2 separate regions of the Mus musculus genome follow, and region 2 is linked to region 1. The links are chromatin contacts, called in public HiChIP or PLAC-seq maps. All regions are on one chromosome and are shown on one strand. Each heading gives the region's core, a stretch centred on a gene start, on an enhancer-like site or on the middle of the called end of the contact. The rest is flanking DNA. Distances are from core to core; before and after follow the strand shown. Region 1 overlaps Mtss1 (MTSS I-BAR domain containing 1). Region 2 overlaps Gm36617 (a long non-coding RNA gene).

Evidence for each region. HiChIP or PLAC-seq counts read pairs in DNA pulled down with a chosen protein or histone mark.
Region 2: an H3K4me3 HiChIP or PLAC-seq map of forebrain shows a contact between it and region 1, with 4 times the contacts expected there. The contact joins two enhancer-like sites. A contact is called at or near these places in 2 of 484 Hi-C or Micro-C datasets (nephron progenitors and ventricular fibroblasts), 7 of 115 datasets of contacts at active chromatin or transcription factors (bone marrow-derived macrophages, embryonic basal ganglia, embryonic hindbrain and 4 more) and 3 of 9 other capture datasets (adipose tissue, embryonic stem cells and pancreatic islet).

The regions. Positions count from the first base shown.
Region 1 is chr15:59,025,254-59,032,921 of GRCm38.p6, reverse strand. All of the region lies in intron 3 of Mtss1 (MTSS I-BAR domain containing 1), which reads left to right. Among named protein-coding and RNA genes, the nearest start is that of Gm41330, 35 kb to the right of the region's middle. Within about 2 kb of position 2,696, at least 109 of the 459 cell types and tissues checked have an H3K27ac peak or open chromatin away from gene starts, as enhancers often do. A contact at or near this core is called in forebrain and pancreatic islet, where this site is marked.
Region 2 is chr15:59,275,428-59,283,095 of GRCm38.p6, reverse strand. The region is part of intron 2 of Gm36617 (a long non-coding RNA gene); the gene reads right to left. Among named protein-coding and RNA genes, the nearest start is that of Gm36617, 33 kb to the right of the region's middle. Within about 2 kb of position 4,050, at least 90 of the 459 cell types and tissues checked have an H3K27ac peak or open chromatin away from gene starts, as enhancers often do. A contact at or near this core is called in forebrain and pancreatic islet, where this site is marked.

The DNA of each region.
Region 1 (7,668 bases), core at 1,447-3,946:
GAAATGTGTGCCCATTTCTGGGAATGCACCTGGCTGGTTCTCCTGGGGCTTGTCCATGGCCACCACTGTACCCTTATGGAGCTGAACTGTTCTGGTAGAGACTAAATGGCCTTTTCTGGGGACATTCTAGTTTCCTTTAAAGCAGAGCACCTTGGAAGGATGGAGGTGGAAGCAGAGATGGAAAGTGAGTCATTTATTTCCCTGTGTAAATTGAAATGTTCGGAGTGAAATTGTCTTTTAAGTAGCCACCTCCACCCCAACCCCAATTGTTTATTCCTTAATTGAGAGCCTTTGATTGGAGAAAACAAAAGAATGAAATCAACAACAGATGTTCATGGTGATGCTAAGGGAGAAGACTTCTATGTCGCTCTTACAACCGTGATGATCTTGCTCCCATCCCCCTCCACACCCCTAGTGCCTTTACAATTTCAATAGTCTATTTTTTGCCTGTGCACCCCATTGGGAGGAGCACAGTATGAGAATGTTCATCTGCCCCACTCTATTATGTGTACGGTGAAGAATATTTGAAGTGACATGTGGCGGCCTGGTTCTTTAATCAGCGTGTGTATGGCACTGTGCTGGCTGCCGCCCAGGGGCTGAATCCCCAAAGGCTTGTTTCCCAGAGCGAGGCTGCATTTTGCCCCCTCGACACACCCGTTGTGATTTAATTCTCTATACCAAATCCGAAACCCAGAGACCCAGACTTTAGATGGGAAAGGGATCTGAGGGAAGTGGGACATTTTTCACGATGACGTAAGGCTTCTCCACTCGGAGAAAGGATTGGTTCTTTCTCTTTGTCTGGTGAGGAGTGGTCTTGGAAGCCAAGTACTGAGGATATTAAGGATAAGGTCAGCCTTTTCCATTGACGGGGGTTTGATATTGGGCATGTCGCTCTTCCACCATTTACCGAGATGTTTGGAATTGTAACAGAGATTCGCTGGGTTTCTACACGTGGGAGCATCATCTCTGGGTGGTCGTGGGATGCCACCTTTGATGGAAGGGCAGCCAGGGCGTTCTGAGGTCACCTAATTAGGCAGCAGTGAAGGAAAGCGCCAGAGTAGAGAACCATGGCCCTCCTTCCCCTGTATCATTTCTTCCCTTCTCTCCGTATTCCTGTAGTGTCATATTTTGTTTTTTAATCTAACCTTTCATGCCACCGTCTCATTTCCCATGCGTATCTGGAATAATATCCAGCTTCATAAAAGCCCTGCCGCACATTCTCAGTTATGAGTAATTTCTAAAAGCCTAATAATTGGCAGTCACCTTCTCATTCCTTTGTGTCTGACTCTGCTGTGGAAATTCTGGAAAGTCTTGGCCATTTTTTCTTATAAAAAGGTGGAAGGGTTGGAACCTTATAGGTTAATGAGGAAGGCAGCATGCCCCAAATACAGTCCACAGCACCAGGCTTCACATACGTGTGTGTCAGAGTCAAACGTAAAAGAACTTTAAAAGTTAACAGCCCTCCACAGGAGCGTGCACAGCGGTGCGGTGCATGATAGTCAGAAGATGGAAGCCAGCCACCCGGCTTCCGTTGGATGACTGCAGGAGCCGATCGTGACATCTAGCTAATGGGATATTATCAGAGCTTAGAAAGAACGAAGTGTTGATACACACTGCAATTTAGATGACTCTCAAAAGCCCCTTAAACTCAGACGCCCTTGTCGTACAGTCTACCTTGTGTGACTCGGTCTGAATAGGTGGACAGAGAACCAGGAAGATTCATGGTTGCTGGGGCCCTGGGAGGGCAAACTGAAGACTCCTGCAGAATGAGCCTGGGGGCTGGCTCTCTTGAGCCGGTGGAGACATTTTGGAGTTCTTTGGAGGGGATCCTTGAGCAGCATCCAAAGTATCTAAGAGGCAGTGACCTCATTAATTAAACTGTCCCGTGTTCTTGCATCGGCCCCAGTGACCCCCCCCCCCCCCCGGCACTTGTTGGTCTCCAGCCCTCCTCCCTCATGATGCTTCCTAGTGACACATCTGGTAGGCTGGTGGAGAATCAGGGTCTTCTGTAAGCCTCACACCTTCCCTTCGGAGGCCGGCAAAGCATTTGATCCTGTTACCCTCTGATGGTGGAGGGGTCTTCCCAGCTTTGCTATTGTCCCAGCTCTCTGACTTGCTTCTCTCTGCTGGGATTGGAGACAAGAATGAGCGGGATCTAACCTCATACATACGGTGGTTGGGAGTTTTACATAAGACTGACAAGTGCCTGGCAGAGGGTTAGCACACACGTGCATATAGTTAATCTTATGCCTGTCCTTTGGGTTCTCTGAGTTCATGGAAAGATGGTGGGAGGGAACCCTGTGCCCCAGAGTGACCTGTGGTACACGAGTCTACCTCACTCTGCTCTAATCTTCAGCCTTTTGTCTCTTCCACTCTTTGCTGAGGAGGAGCCTCTGTGTTTGGAGGGGAAGAGAGGTCATGGTTAGCTGGGGCTGATCACAGCAGAAAGGCTTCCTGGCTTTAGCTGCAGCTCCACCAGGGCCATTGTCCGGGTAGGCCTGGTGGCTGCTTCCATGAAGTGTGACACTTGTCAAATACCCTTAGGTTTGGGAAAGACAAGAAATAAAAGAAACGGGGCTTCCTGCCCCCGTGCCAGAGCCCCATCATCAGGATGCACGAAGGCAGGATGAACGTGTGGCTTCTAGTCTGGGTCTCCCTCCCCTGTAGTGGCATGAATTGATGGGGCCCATCTGTCTGCTTCAGCAAGCAGGATGAAGTCATAGTGCTTAAAATAGCTCAAGGGACTAGCGCAGTCCTCTCTCCCTCACCCCCTGAGGACTTTCACACAGGATTTTGGAATCGTGGCTTGGGTGTCGGTTTCCTTGGTAGGCCCACATCTGGGTGGTGCGTGCGTGTGCCCAGCTCTCCTTCATGCCCGGCACTTCTGAGAGTGATTCCTTTCAAGGAGGGTCTCTTCAGACCCACCTTGTGTGGTCCCTTCTCATCACTTCATTTCATGTAGTTTTCCTGCCCTTGTCTCTTCCACACTGTCCTGAGGTGGATAGAATGCGCAGGAACTTCCCTTCCCAGCTTGAGATAACTCTGAAGAAGGCTTCGCTTGCTTGGCACAGAGCTAAGTTCTTCAGTTCTGCTCTTGGGGCTTAGCTAACTAGGAAAGGAAGCAGAAGCCAGTCCTGGTCTCTTTCCTGACAGGAAGCAGAGGGCAACGTTCTTCCACCATGCCCTTCTTACTGCTTCGTAATTCCAGGTGACTATCCAGGTGGATAAAGGACGTATGGATGTCCTTTAGCATTGGTATGGCCTTTGTATTCCTTAGAGACTAGTACTGGCCTTTTATTTTACTTTACACTTGATTCAAGAAGAGGGATAAACCCCCCCCACCAAATCCCCAAATTCATACTGTCCTTGGAGAGAATTACAATGTATTTATTCCATATGACTCTCCAGAGATTGCAGCTTCACAATTTCCCTTCAGACTTCTACAGAGTTACTACGGCCTCCTGTGCCAGCAAGCAGGAAGCATGTGAACTCAGTAGGCTGTCACCATCACACTGGTTGGGACTTGGCTAGTCCACCATTGGAAAACCTTAACTTGTTTGCATGTCTTATTTTACAAGGGAAATGGATATCAGACAAGGGTAAGCGGTGACTTGATTGCCCTACTGGACCTGTCCTCAGATTTGCCTTTGGGGCATTTCAGCTGCTCTGCTACTGCAGAGAGTCTGTTTTAAAATTTGAGCCATCTGGTTGGAGTGAGCAAGTGTCAGAACGCTGTCTCCACTTTGATCCTCTTCTGCAAAGAGACCCTCCTCCCTGGGAACCTGGCAGTCCCGGTGCAGGTATCTGTACCTGGGGAGCAGAGGTCTGGGGACAGAAACAAGGTGTTTTCCTGCACAGAGGACAAGGTGGGCTTGGTTAGAAAGAGATAGGATAGCTGGGCAGTGGTGGCACACGCCTTTAATCCCAGCACTTGGAAGGCAGAGGCAGGTGGATTTTTGAGTTCGAGGCCAGCCTGGTCTGCAGAGTGAGTTCCAGGACAGCCAGAGTAACCACAGAGAAACCCTATCTCAGGGAAGAGGGGGGTGGGGGGTGGGGAGGAGGAGGAGGGGGAGGAAGAGGGAGGAGAGGGAGAGGGACTTTGGCTGAGGAGAGAACTTGCAGTTTAGAAGTACCATATAGAGAAAAATAATTGAAGAAGCTGCACCCAGCATGGCAGACTAGAAGAGAGACCATTTAGAACCGCAGTGGACTATGCTCTGTGGCCAGTAACCCCCTACGGACAAGTGTGCCAGGTCTGAGCTACGATCTGGATGCTTCCATGGAGCTGATTTTTTTTTTTTTTTTTTTTTTTTTTTTGAGACAGGGTTTCTCTGTGTAGCCCTGGCTGTCCTGGAACTCAATTTGTAGACCAGGCTGGCCTTGAACTCAGAAATCTGCCTGCCTCTGCCTCCCAAGTGCTGGGATTAAAGGCATTCGTCACCACACCTGGCTCATGGAGCTGATTCTGATGGAGACTCAAGGAGCCCTGTGTCTCTTACTTTGCATTTTCTTGGGTGACTAGACCTTCGGGCACTCATGTGTCCAGGTCCTAAGCCATTTTAAAGTGATGCTTTGGAGTTGTCAGAGAGAGACGACTACTAAGTCGCTTCTTCTAGACTCTAGAATTTTCTTCCTTAACCTTAGAGATGGGAAGAACTGCTTTCTTCGTAATTAGGAGCGAGGGGTTTTTTTTATGGCTCATCCTTAAACCTCTGGCTTTACCGTCTCATGTATAAATGTTTAAAAAAGGACTCAGCGAGAGCCCCTGGCAAGTCCTGGGTGCTGTGCTCATGGTGTTGACCATGACACCTCTCAAAGCACATAAACTTGTTGGGTTCAGGCAGTCACTGGTACTTTAATTACCAGCTGCTGCGGACTTGTGAAACTCCATCTTAGGAAGAAGGAAGTTAGAAATCTCTGACCACTGCCTGCAAGCTTGCAGGGTCTGACCGTTTCCTGTCTCTTTTTACCTCTAACCCCACCTGTTCCCCGTGCTCACCTCTCCAAATTCCTGTTCATCCCAGAACCAATGTGCCTGCTGTTCCCTCTGCTGGAAGTCTTGTTCTCCACACCTTTGGGTTGTTCCAGCCCCAGCGTGGGGAACCCTTTTCAGCCACACCCCTGTCCTCTGCATCCTCGGTCCTTTCTCTGTCTTTGTTCTGCATATTGTACTTTATTTTCATGGCTTCTTCCTCCTATGTTCCTCCCAGCAGCTTGGATGCTCCAGGAGCACAGACTTTGTATCATTGTTTATCTCCTTGGCAACTGATGCTCCGTGAATAATCACCGAGTGAATGAATGAACCAAACACAGATTTTAAATTAGCATATTACTTAGTTTTCTATTGCTGTGATAAAATACTCCCGGACCAAAAGCAACTTACAGATAAAAATGCTTATTTTGGCTTAAGATTCCCAGGGGATGAGAGAACATCATAGCAGAGAGGCCTGGCAGCAGAATTAGCTTAGTAGCAGGAGCAGGAAGCCAAGCTGATCATCTCTCAACTGAAAGTAGAAAGCAGAGGGCCAAGTGCAGTGTGATTACTCTGTAGTGATATACTCTTCCTCCAGAAGGGTCATTACCTCCTAAAGGTTCCATTACTGCTCTCAAACAGCGCCACCAGTTGGGATCAGCTGTCCGAATATCTGAGCCTATGGAGGACATTTCTTATTTAAACCACCATAATTAGGGAATTTAAACTTAGCCTGTGCCTGCCGAAGTGTTCTTTTGCGAATGCTTGGAGCAAGATGCTGGTACCGTCTTCCTTCCTAGAGTGCAGGGATTTTCTTATGTTACAGCCATTTCTTTTTCTCTTACCAGTTCTGAATGAAGCCCTGGAGAGTAAACATTAGCTTTGTTTAGCCACACCGAGTCAGGAGATTTTTAGCTTGTGATCTAGGAAGGCCACTGCTTGCGTTGTGTTGTTGAGTCAATGACTTTGCATTGACAAAGACGCTGAGCCTTACTGGAAACCAACCAAGTAGCTCATTGTTTTTGAGTCCTTGTAAAACAAATAAAAACAAAACAAAATTACCTTGATTGTATTCCAGAGCCAGCTGTGAAGCATGTGCACTTCGGGTTTGGTCCAGTTTTGCAAACATTAAGAGCCCGACACTTCTGATTCACCCTTACTTGGCATCATTTGCAAGAGGGTGACACCTACGCAGTTTCTCAGGCTGTGCTTTCTACTAATTGTTTGTTTAATTAGAAAATGAGTAAGTATTTATAGAGAAAGTAGAACCCAAAGCTGTGGGGATGAAACCTTCTCTAATTGTGCAATCAGGATCTGCCGACTCCTGCACTTTTCATGTGTGTGTGTGTGTGTGTGTGTGTGTGTGTGTGTGTGTGTGTGTGTTGGGGGGGGCGGCAGGCCTTATTTTCCTGCTGCTGTTTACGGAGAGCCCCTCTCCCCACAACTAACATTTCTAGCAGAACAAAAGGAAATCCAGTGTCTGGAAGCTTCCTTGGCAACAAGGTTGCAAAGCCAGACACAAATTATCCATCTAAATCGGGAACTCTGTGTTCATTTGTCATTAGATGTGTGGGAAAGGGCCCGTGTGTCACAAACAGGGTCTCCTTCACATCTCAGGAATGGAGTGAGTCAAAGCTCCATAGATAAGCTTTGTGGAATTTGCTTGTGTTGGGTGGGATCCTGCAGAAAGAGCTAAGAATGGAGAGAGGTTATTTCGCCCCGGGTTTAGATGGTGGCTAGATACACTGAGACGGCCATCTTAGCATGCCTTCTTACACCTTCTCCTCTGTTTTCTGGTCACATCCAGTGGTATTGATTTTTCCATTCTCTTATCATCAAGCTGGTATGCTGTTAGACAGTGTCGGGATGTATGCAATGTCAGTCCTATGGGTCTGTTTGCCATTTGGAAACAAAATGGCCACTTAGTATATTTTTAGATGTCTGTGGTCATAAGAGGGAAAACTCATTTGCAAACACACAAAAGAGAAAGGGCAGTTTAAAAACTGGAGACAAGAGAGGCAGTTCCCGTGAGCTAAGCGTGGCTGGCTCGCTGATCTGATAGCATCCCCTGCCTCCAGCATCAATCTTCGTGAGCCATTTTTCCTGGTTGTGGGCTGGATTAAAGCATGTCTGATCAGATGGAATGTGTGGATTTTATTGTGTCTGTAAGAAAACAAAGGTGGACAGAAAGGCCGCCTCCCTTCTTGGTGGGGGTACACATGGCCACTTTCCTGAGGTGCCTCAGAGTCTCACCATCATCTTGGATTTAGACTCTAGCTGTGGAATGAATGTTTCAGAGACTGACCCCTAGCTCAGTGCTTTGCAGCCAGGCAACCTTGCGGATTATGGATGCCTAACCATCATTCCTCATTTGCATATCACCTTTTATTGTAGTAAAAATGTATATGACATGAAATTTACCGTTTGAACCATTTTCTAAGTAGACAACTAAATGGCATTAAATCCATTCGGGGGTCAGTGAGATGGCTCACAGGTTGAATGTTTGCGGGTTTTCCAAGGACCTGTTTGGCTCCTAGTACCCACCCACTCAGGTAGCTCACACCTGTCTGTAGTTCCAGCTCCAGGGGCTCTAGTGCCCGTGCCTACCCCCTGTGGGTGCACACGTACACAGATGCGTATGTATAAACTCACTAGCCAACACCAGCAAATCAAGGCTGTGTACCCATAAAACAGAA
Region 2 (7,668 bases), core at 2,801-5,300, 250 kb before region 1:
TCTCTCTGTGCATGTGTATTTGAGATGATGTGTATGCTTATGAGTGTGTGCACACGTGGCTGTGTGCATGTGGGGGGTCAGAGGTCAGTGTCAGGTGTCTTTCTCAACTGGCTCTTCACTGTAATTTTTGAGATAGGGTCTCTCACTAACTCTGGAGCCCCTTGATTGGCCAGCCAGTAAGTTCCAAGGATCCCCTGACTCCACTTCCATGTGGCAGTGCACACGCGGTGCATCGCTGGGCCTGGATTCGGTAAGTGCTAAGCATCCAGAGCCAGGTCCTCACGCGTGGGTGGCAAGCACGTTACTGATTCAGAATATTTCCAGCCCCTCAGGTAAAACTCTTGCACTCATCTAAGCCTCATCTCTCTCACAATGCATCGTTCTGTCTGTTGGCGTGGATACAGTAACCTCGGAGGGTGTCTGTGTATCAGGCCAGAGGCAGAGTGCCTGCCATGCTGTAGATCAGAAGTTCTCAACCTGTGGACCCGGACCCCTGGGGGGGTCAAAAGATCCTTCAGCGGGGGTCACTGAAGACCATCAGAAAACACAGATACTATGATTCATATAGTATGCGATTGTGGTTCATTACAGTAGCAAAATTAATTAAGTAGCAGACAGTAATTTTATGGTTGGGGACATCACAACCTGAGGAACTGAATTGGAGGGCCGCAGCATTAGGAATCTTGAAAAGCACTGCTGCAGACGGATGTCTTACAATTAGAAAGTGGTAGACACTATTAGAAAAAAATGGAACAAAGGGTCTCTGGCCTGACGGTAACATCACCTTGGGGTGTGTAGTCTGACCTGGGCGTGATGATTAATAATATAAGACATGGTGCTAACCTATGATTTCCTATTTATAGTCTCAGTTCCTTTCAAAGTTATGACCATATCAGAGCCAAGATTTCCCACTAATTGCAATTTTTTTTCAGAACACTTGCTTTGCTAGGAAAAATGTGACTATCCAGTGCACTGGTGCTCATATGGAGTGGGTGGGGCGGTGGGTGGAGGGCCTGGATGCTCGTGGAAAATTTCAAAGTATGGAGAGTTTGGTTTTCGTTAAGTACCTACCAGCCAGCCAGAGAAGAGGAAACAAGGTCACTTAGCTCCTTAGAGACGGATGAAGCAGGGACTCAGTTCCCACAGACGCATCTCTGAAATGCCTGCCTCGCCTCCCTGGCTCACAAGCTGTACCTCAGTGCAAACTCGCCGGCATAGCTCTTTAGCTCGTGGATCTGAACGACCTCATCCATCTGAGACTCCCCTCGGACACTGCTTATCTACTTGGGAACTCCTGGAGACAGTTGCTCGAGAGCCATTTATGGGAAGTTTGGCCAGAACCTTTAGCGGCATGGAGATGCCTGACCTTTCCAAAAATACACTCTCCACCCCTACCCTCTCCACCTTAGCATCCCAACCTTTCTTCACTTCCACCTTCTCTTTCCCTACATGCCATGCTTACCTTCTTTAACCCTACCCTGGACACCCCCACTTTCTCAATTCCTACACTCATCACCCCCACCCTAACCACCCTTACCCTCTTCACCTGTCCTCTCCATCTGCATCCTCTCCATCTGCATCCTCTCCATCTGCATCCTCTCTACCCTATCCTCTCCATTTCTAAACTATCCATCCTTACTTTTTCAAACCCTACACTCTCCATTCTTACCCCCTACACCCATAGCCTCTCCATCCTCTACTTTTTCACCCCTACACCTCCTCCACCCCACCCTCTCCACCTCTGCCATCACCATCTCTACCCTCTCCATCCCTTGGGGCATACAGTAGTTCTCTACTACAGTGTCGGGGGACCACCTTACTGAGTTGTTCGCCTGCTTTCCCATTCAGTTAGAAACTTGGTGTTAGATTTGGTGAAAGCGCCCTTCTGAGCTGGGCTTATGGACTCCTCATAGATACTAGTGAGTGAATGACTCATGTCCATGTGTGTTGTGGGGTGGCTAGACAGAAGCAGGAGTCATCCAGAAAGAAGAAACCTCACTCCCGGTGTGGAATGACCAACATCAGATTGCCCTGTAGGCAGGTCTACGGAACATTTTACTGATGATTGCCTTAGAGGGCCCATTCCACTGTGAGTGGTGCCATCCTGTGGTCGCGGGTGGCATAAGAAAGCAGGCTGAAGCCTGATGTGGTGGAGCACACACACCTTTAATCCCAGCACTCGGAAGGCAGAGGCAGGTGGATTTCTTTCTGAGTTCGAGGCCAGCCTGGTCTACAAAGTGAGTTCCAGGACAGCCAGGGCTATACAGAGAAACCCTGTCTGGAAACAAACAAACAAACCAAAAACACAAAACAAAAAAGAAAGCAAGCTGAGTAAACCACAGGGAGCAAACCAGTAAGCACCCCTCCGTGCTTCAGTTCCCGCCTCCAGGTTTTTGCTTTAACACCTGCCTTCCCTTGGTGATAGCCCCTCAAGGTGATATAAAGCCTTTCTCCCCCGAGTTACTTTTGGTCCCGGTGTTTGTGATAGAAAAAAAAAAAAAAGTAGCAAGTATAAACCCAAGAAAGTAATGCGAAGGCCTGGATCGGGGGTAATTGCTGAAATCGGAGGCAAACTGACAGGCGTTGAAAAATTAACGTGGCTGCCCAATATAGGTACAGAAGAAATAGTAATGTGTTGTTGTTGTTGCTGTTGCTGCTGTTTCAGCTGCCATTGTTTGAAGGACTCCAGATGTATCCCTTTAACAGTGAAAAAGACCATTTACTCTCAAGCGAGTCTGCAGCCTGCTGGGAGGCGGAGAACAAGAGACAAACAATAAGTAGTTCCGGTTGTGGTTTAGTGGTCTGAAGTAAACAAAAGCACCAAGGAGACAGAACAGCTGGCAAAGGTGAAGCAAGAAGACTCCGTGGGGAGGTGACATTTCAGCTGAGACCCTCAGGACTGGCCAGTGCAAATGTCCGGAGTGCGGAGACGCAGATAGGCTGGAAACTTAACAGGGGAGTCAGACCAAAGCAGGTTCACGGCATCATGGCGTGGAGAGGGAGAATGAGGCAGCCGAAGAGGTCAGATCACTGAGGACACTGACGTCAGGGAAAGAGCCTGGGGCCACTGTGTGTACACTGGGAAGCCCCCCGGGGGGGGGGGTGTTTGAGCAAAAGAATGATGCGTTCCAATTTGTGTGTTGAAAAGATCATCTGGGGCAGGAGTCAAAACCCACAGTGGGTGGAGCCCCATTTCCAGAGCCGATGGAGCATCCGATCAATTTCCAAGGAGAGTCGGGAACTAAGAGCTCCCGGCCCCGCAGGAGTGTATAAGCTTTTTGACTTCCAGGCTGGCTGATTTTGAAATCCGTATGCTCTGAGAATCCTTAGAGTTTGCAGCTCTGTTTTGGGAGTGTGGCAATAAGGTAGAGAAAAGGATAAGGAACTCTAAGGCTCAGACTAGGGGGAGGTTGCTAGCTGAGGGACAGAACACTCCCCAGGTCTCTGGGGCGCAGGGGGGGGGTGAGGGGAGGACCTGCAGGTTTGGACTTGAGAATCGGAAAGTCTTGAGAAGCAGAAAGGAAGAGAGAATGGGCGCTTTTGTATCTAATTACACCCATTTAGTTGTCTAGGCAGCCCCTTTATCACCATGCACTTTGCAGCTCAGCTCTTTCAACAGGGTCTAATTACCTTGCCTAATTACCACCTTAACGTCACTTACCACCACTCTCACTCTCTTCCCTCGGATCCCGCAAGCAGGGCCCTCTGCGGGCAGTGGGATTTTATGAGCAAGTTAAGATGCCACTGTGCAAAGCAAGCTTGGGAAAGACTGTATTCTAATAGGTATTAGTTAGGGAAGCACTTGGTACAGCAACCCACAGCCTTTAAAACACACACACACACACACAAAACTTGGGGCAGTTGTAGAATGGAAACCAATGTGAAAGCAAGCAGAGAACCATCTGAGACTCTGATCTTAATTTTTCCCGGCTCCAGAATGTGATTCTGCCAGTTTAAAGGGGTTTTTTTCTTTCTTCACATCCAAGTGTATAAATGCTGTGCTCAGCAAGTCATACCCAGCCAGCGTTAGGAAATAATTCTGCAGGAAAGAAATAGGCCATACGGCTATAACCGGCTGAACGAAAAGTAGGTCATGGCCATAGCACAGGGCTGCTGGCCAGAGCCCTGGAGCCAGAAGGCAGCCATCTGTGAGGAGACAGGACAGTGTCTTTCCTCACTCACTGTGCAGATCCATTCTATTCTACTCCCTACTATAAGCCTGCAATGTGACACTTGTCACCCCTAACATTTTGTCCATAGGATCAGTCTGAGTCTCTTTGTTGGTTGGTTGCCTGGGCCGAGACCTGTTCCCCAAGGCTTCTTCCTTCCACACACAGGGTGGCTGGGTCCTAGGTGGCTGGGAGGGTTGACATATCCACGTCTCACCTGCAGAGACACCCTGATTTAACAACATTTGCTAAGTCACTTATTAAATAAAAAGTCCCATTTTTTTTTCCATCTATAAAATAGGACACAACCCTTCTCTAGGTTTTGTTTTTCTTTTGTGTAAGAGTTCAGTTCGAGAATCATGGGTCTGCATGATTCTTTTACTGAGCACGATGTTCATCTTGCAACTGCCGGGCAAGCTTGTCACTCAGACAAGCCATGCAACACCTGTGCATCTCCATATCCTCATCACCAATCAAGGGGTGACTTTGAAGGAGCTGTAGCCGGGACGGACTGGAAGGTAAACACTGGCTAATGCGTCAGAACTGCTGAGGTCAAAGCTGGCCCACAGGGAACCTGTCTGTACTTTCATTTTCCTTCCCTCCTGTCTCCAGAAAGCTGGACACACTGAACATACATGTTCAGGTGTCTCCCATGTTTCTGAGACTAATATCCCTTGCAAATGTTCAGGCAGAAACAAACTACATGGGTCCCCCTTGTGAGACTTGCCTGTTTGTGTTTGTTTCCTAAGGGCACGGTGTGGGAGAAATCCCACGATTTAAAATTTCCAATGAAGTCACTGGAAATTTAAGTTGAACAAGCTTGACATGAAGAGGCTTGAACGGGTGCACTCCTTGCTTCCCTTTGCCATCCTTCATGACATTTGTGACATGCCACCCTCAGCCGCCCAGTTGGCTTCTGGAGGAAAGATGCTTCCCCCAAAGACGCCACTTAGTCATCTGCTGAGCAGAGGAAAGCATCCACATGCGGCCCAAGGGAGGGAGTCTGGCCTGTTCAAAACGCAGACTGGGAAGAGACAGCCCGTGAGAGGACCAGAGGGGACTCTGTTCCCCACCTCCCTCTCTCTCTTCCTCTCCCTGTCTTCCTCTGTCTCCTTCCCTTCCATCTCTCCATCTTCCCCTCTTGTATTGTGTTCCTTAGAATTTTTTTTTCAATCATGCACACTTGTGCCTGTGCACATTCATGGTGTGAGCACAGCCAGAACAGAGTGTCAGATCCTCGTATGACTACAAATGGAACCACCTCAAAAAATAAAAACAGAGTCTGAGGGCTTTTTTTTTTAAATTATTACAAGTATTTGTGATGTGTCTATATGTATATGTGTGTGTGTGTGTGTGTGTGTGTGTGTGTGTGTGTTTAACAGCATACATGTGAGGGTCAAAGAACAACTTGTGGAAACTGGTTCTCTCCTTCCACCATGTGGGTCTTGGGAATCCAACTCAAGTTGTCAAGCTTGGCAGCACCTGCCCTTCCTACTGAGCCATCTCACCAGCCCAAGTCTGAGGGTCACAATGTGAGTTTTAAGCCACAGTGTCTCCCCTACGGAGCATAGTTAACATTTATATGTGCAGTCACATTGTTTTCTATCTACTCTGGCGACAGCACCCCTGGGTAGGGGCAATGGTTGTAGCCTATGACTTGGAACAAGAATCTGGAGGAGAAGGAAATGGCTGATACTTGGTCATTTGGGGTGGGATGAAAGGAGATGGGATGGATACCCACTTCCATGTCACCAGAGAGCAGCAGAGACATTCTCGTGGTGATATGGGATCCGTCAGCCATGGGTTGAAGGTTGACAGTGACTCTAGAGTACTTTGGGGATATAACAAGTGACAACATCTCATGACAGCTTCAGGTAGCATTTTCCATATCATATCTGGAGATGTCAACATCTCTTGCCAGAGCTGAGGGAGAGTCTCAATGAGCTGCATCTGCCTCTATGCGGGGGCCCAGCGGTTTCTGGAGATCAACCACGATAATCAGGCTATTCACTGACATGCTGGCATGCCTTGTAAGCGAGGGGAGAAGTTCCTGCAACGGGTCCCCTCTGCACCAGCCCGCCTTTCCCGACTGTCACGAGAATGAGACCACCTCTTTATAGCAGCTCAATGTAGGACAGTTCCTGAAGGGCACTTTATCTTCTGAGTTCATTCTGGTGTCAGTGCCATGTGGGGAGACACTGCCAAGTGTAAGGGAGACACCGTCAAGGTCTTTCTCAGCTTTCCTGCACTCATGGCTACTCTGCTATACTCCTGACCCAAGTCTAGATGCATGGACCACGGGATATGACAGAAGAAGCACTCAAGGCTTCTTGGGGACTACCTGGGCTAAGAGTCCTAAGAGGCTTTCTCCCTCCACGCCCAGGGCATGGTGCCTATGAGGGCTGACGTTTAAGGCATCCATATGGCCAGACAGGGCTCTGTTCCCCACCTCCCTCTCTCTCTTCCTCTCCCTGTCTTCCTCTGTCTCCTTCCCTTCCATCTCTCCATCTTCCCCTCTTGTATTGTGTTCCTTAGAATATTTTTTCAATCATGCACACTTGTGCCTGTGCACATTCATGGTGTGAGCACAACCAGAACAGAGTGTCAGATCCTCTGGAGCTGGGGTTCCAGGCAGCCGTGAGCCCCTGACATGGATGCTGGGAACTGATTATGAGTCTTCTGGAAGAGCAGCAGCGGCATGTGCTTATATAGCCCCCAAGCCATCTCCTCGTCCGTGTGTTTCCTTTTAAAAGGTTTTTAATGACATTTACTTAGTTTTCGCGTCACAACACACGGCACACACGTGCAAGTCAGAGGACAACTTGCAGGGTCTATCTGCTCTTTCCATCATGTGGGTCCTGAGATTGAACTCTGGGTCTGTCAAACTTGGCAGCAAGCACTTTTAAAAAAAACAATAATAACAGTAATAATAATAATAATAAACCCCTCTGAACCACGAAACTGACCCTTACTACTGAGTGTCAGTGTGAGTTGTTGACTCAGATGTTTTAGGAAGTACTGGTTGAATGTTAGGATACAAAAGGTTTAAGATACTATCTTTGTCCCCCAGGACCACTCCAGGCCCCAAAGTGTGACCCCCAAGAAATGCCAAATGCAGCCGTGTTCTGCACTATTTCTTGTAGAGCAGAGGGAATAACGATAGTACAGAGTGACACCCATCCAACTTGTATTGACATGTGACCCAGTCCAACCAGTCTGGACTCCATTTGGTTTCTATAGTATCCTTCTAAAATCCTTCATCATTGTCTGCCTGGACTTCTGGTCTAGCTTTGGAAGATATAGCATCTGTTCCCAAAGAGCCTGGTGCCCAATAAGAGCTGAGAAAAATATTTATAAGACAAAGAAATGAGTGTTAGGCCGTGTTGGCACAGGTTAAATTCTGCTGTGACAACAAATGGTGGGCTTACAAGCTCAGGGGCTCACAGCACACCTTGGTTTATTGACACATCCCTCGAAGTGGCTTCAGCTCAGGTTGACA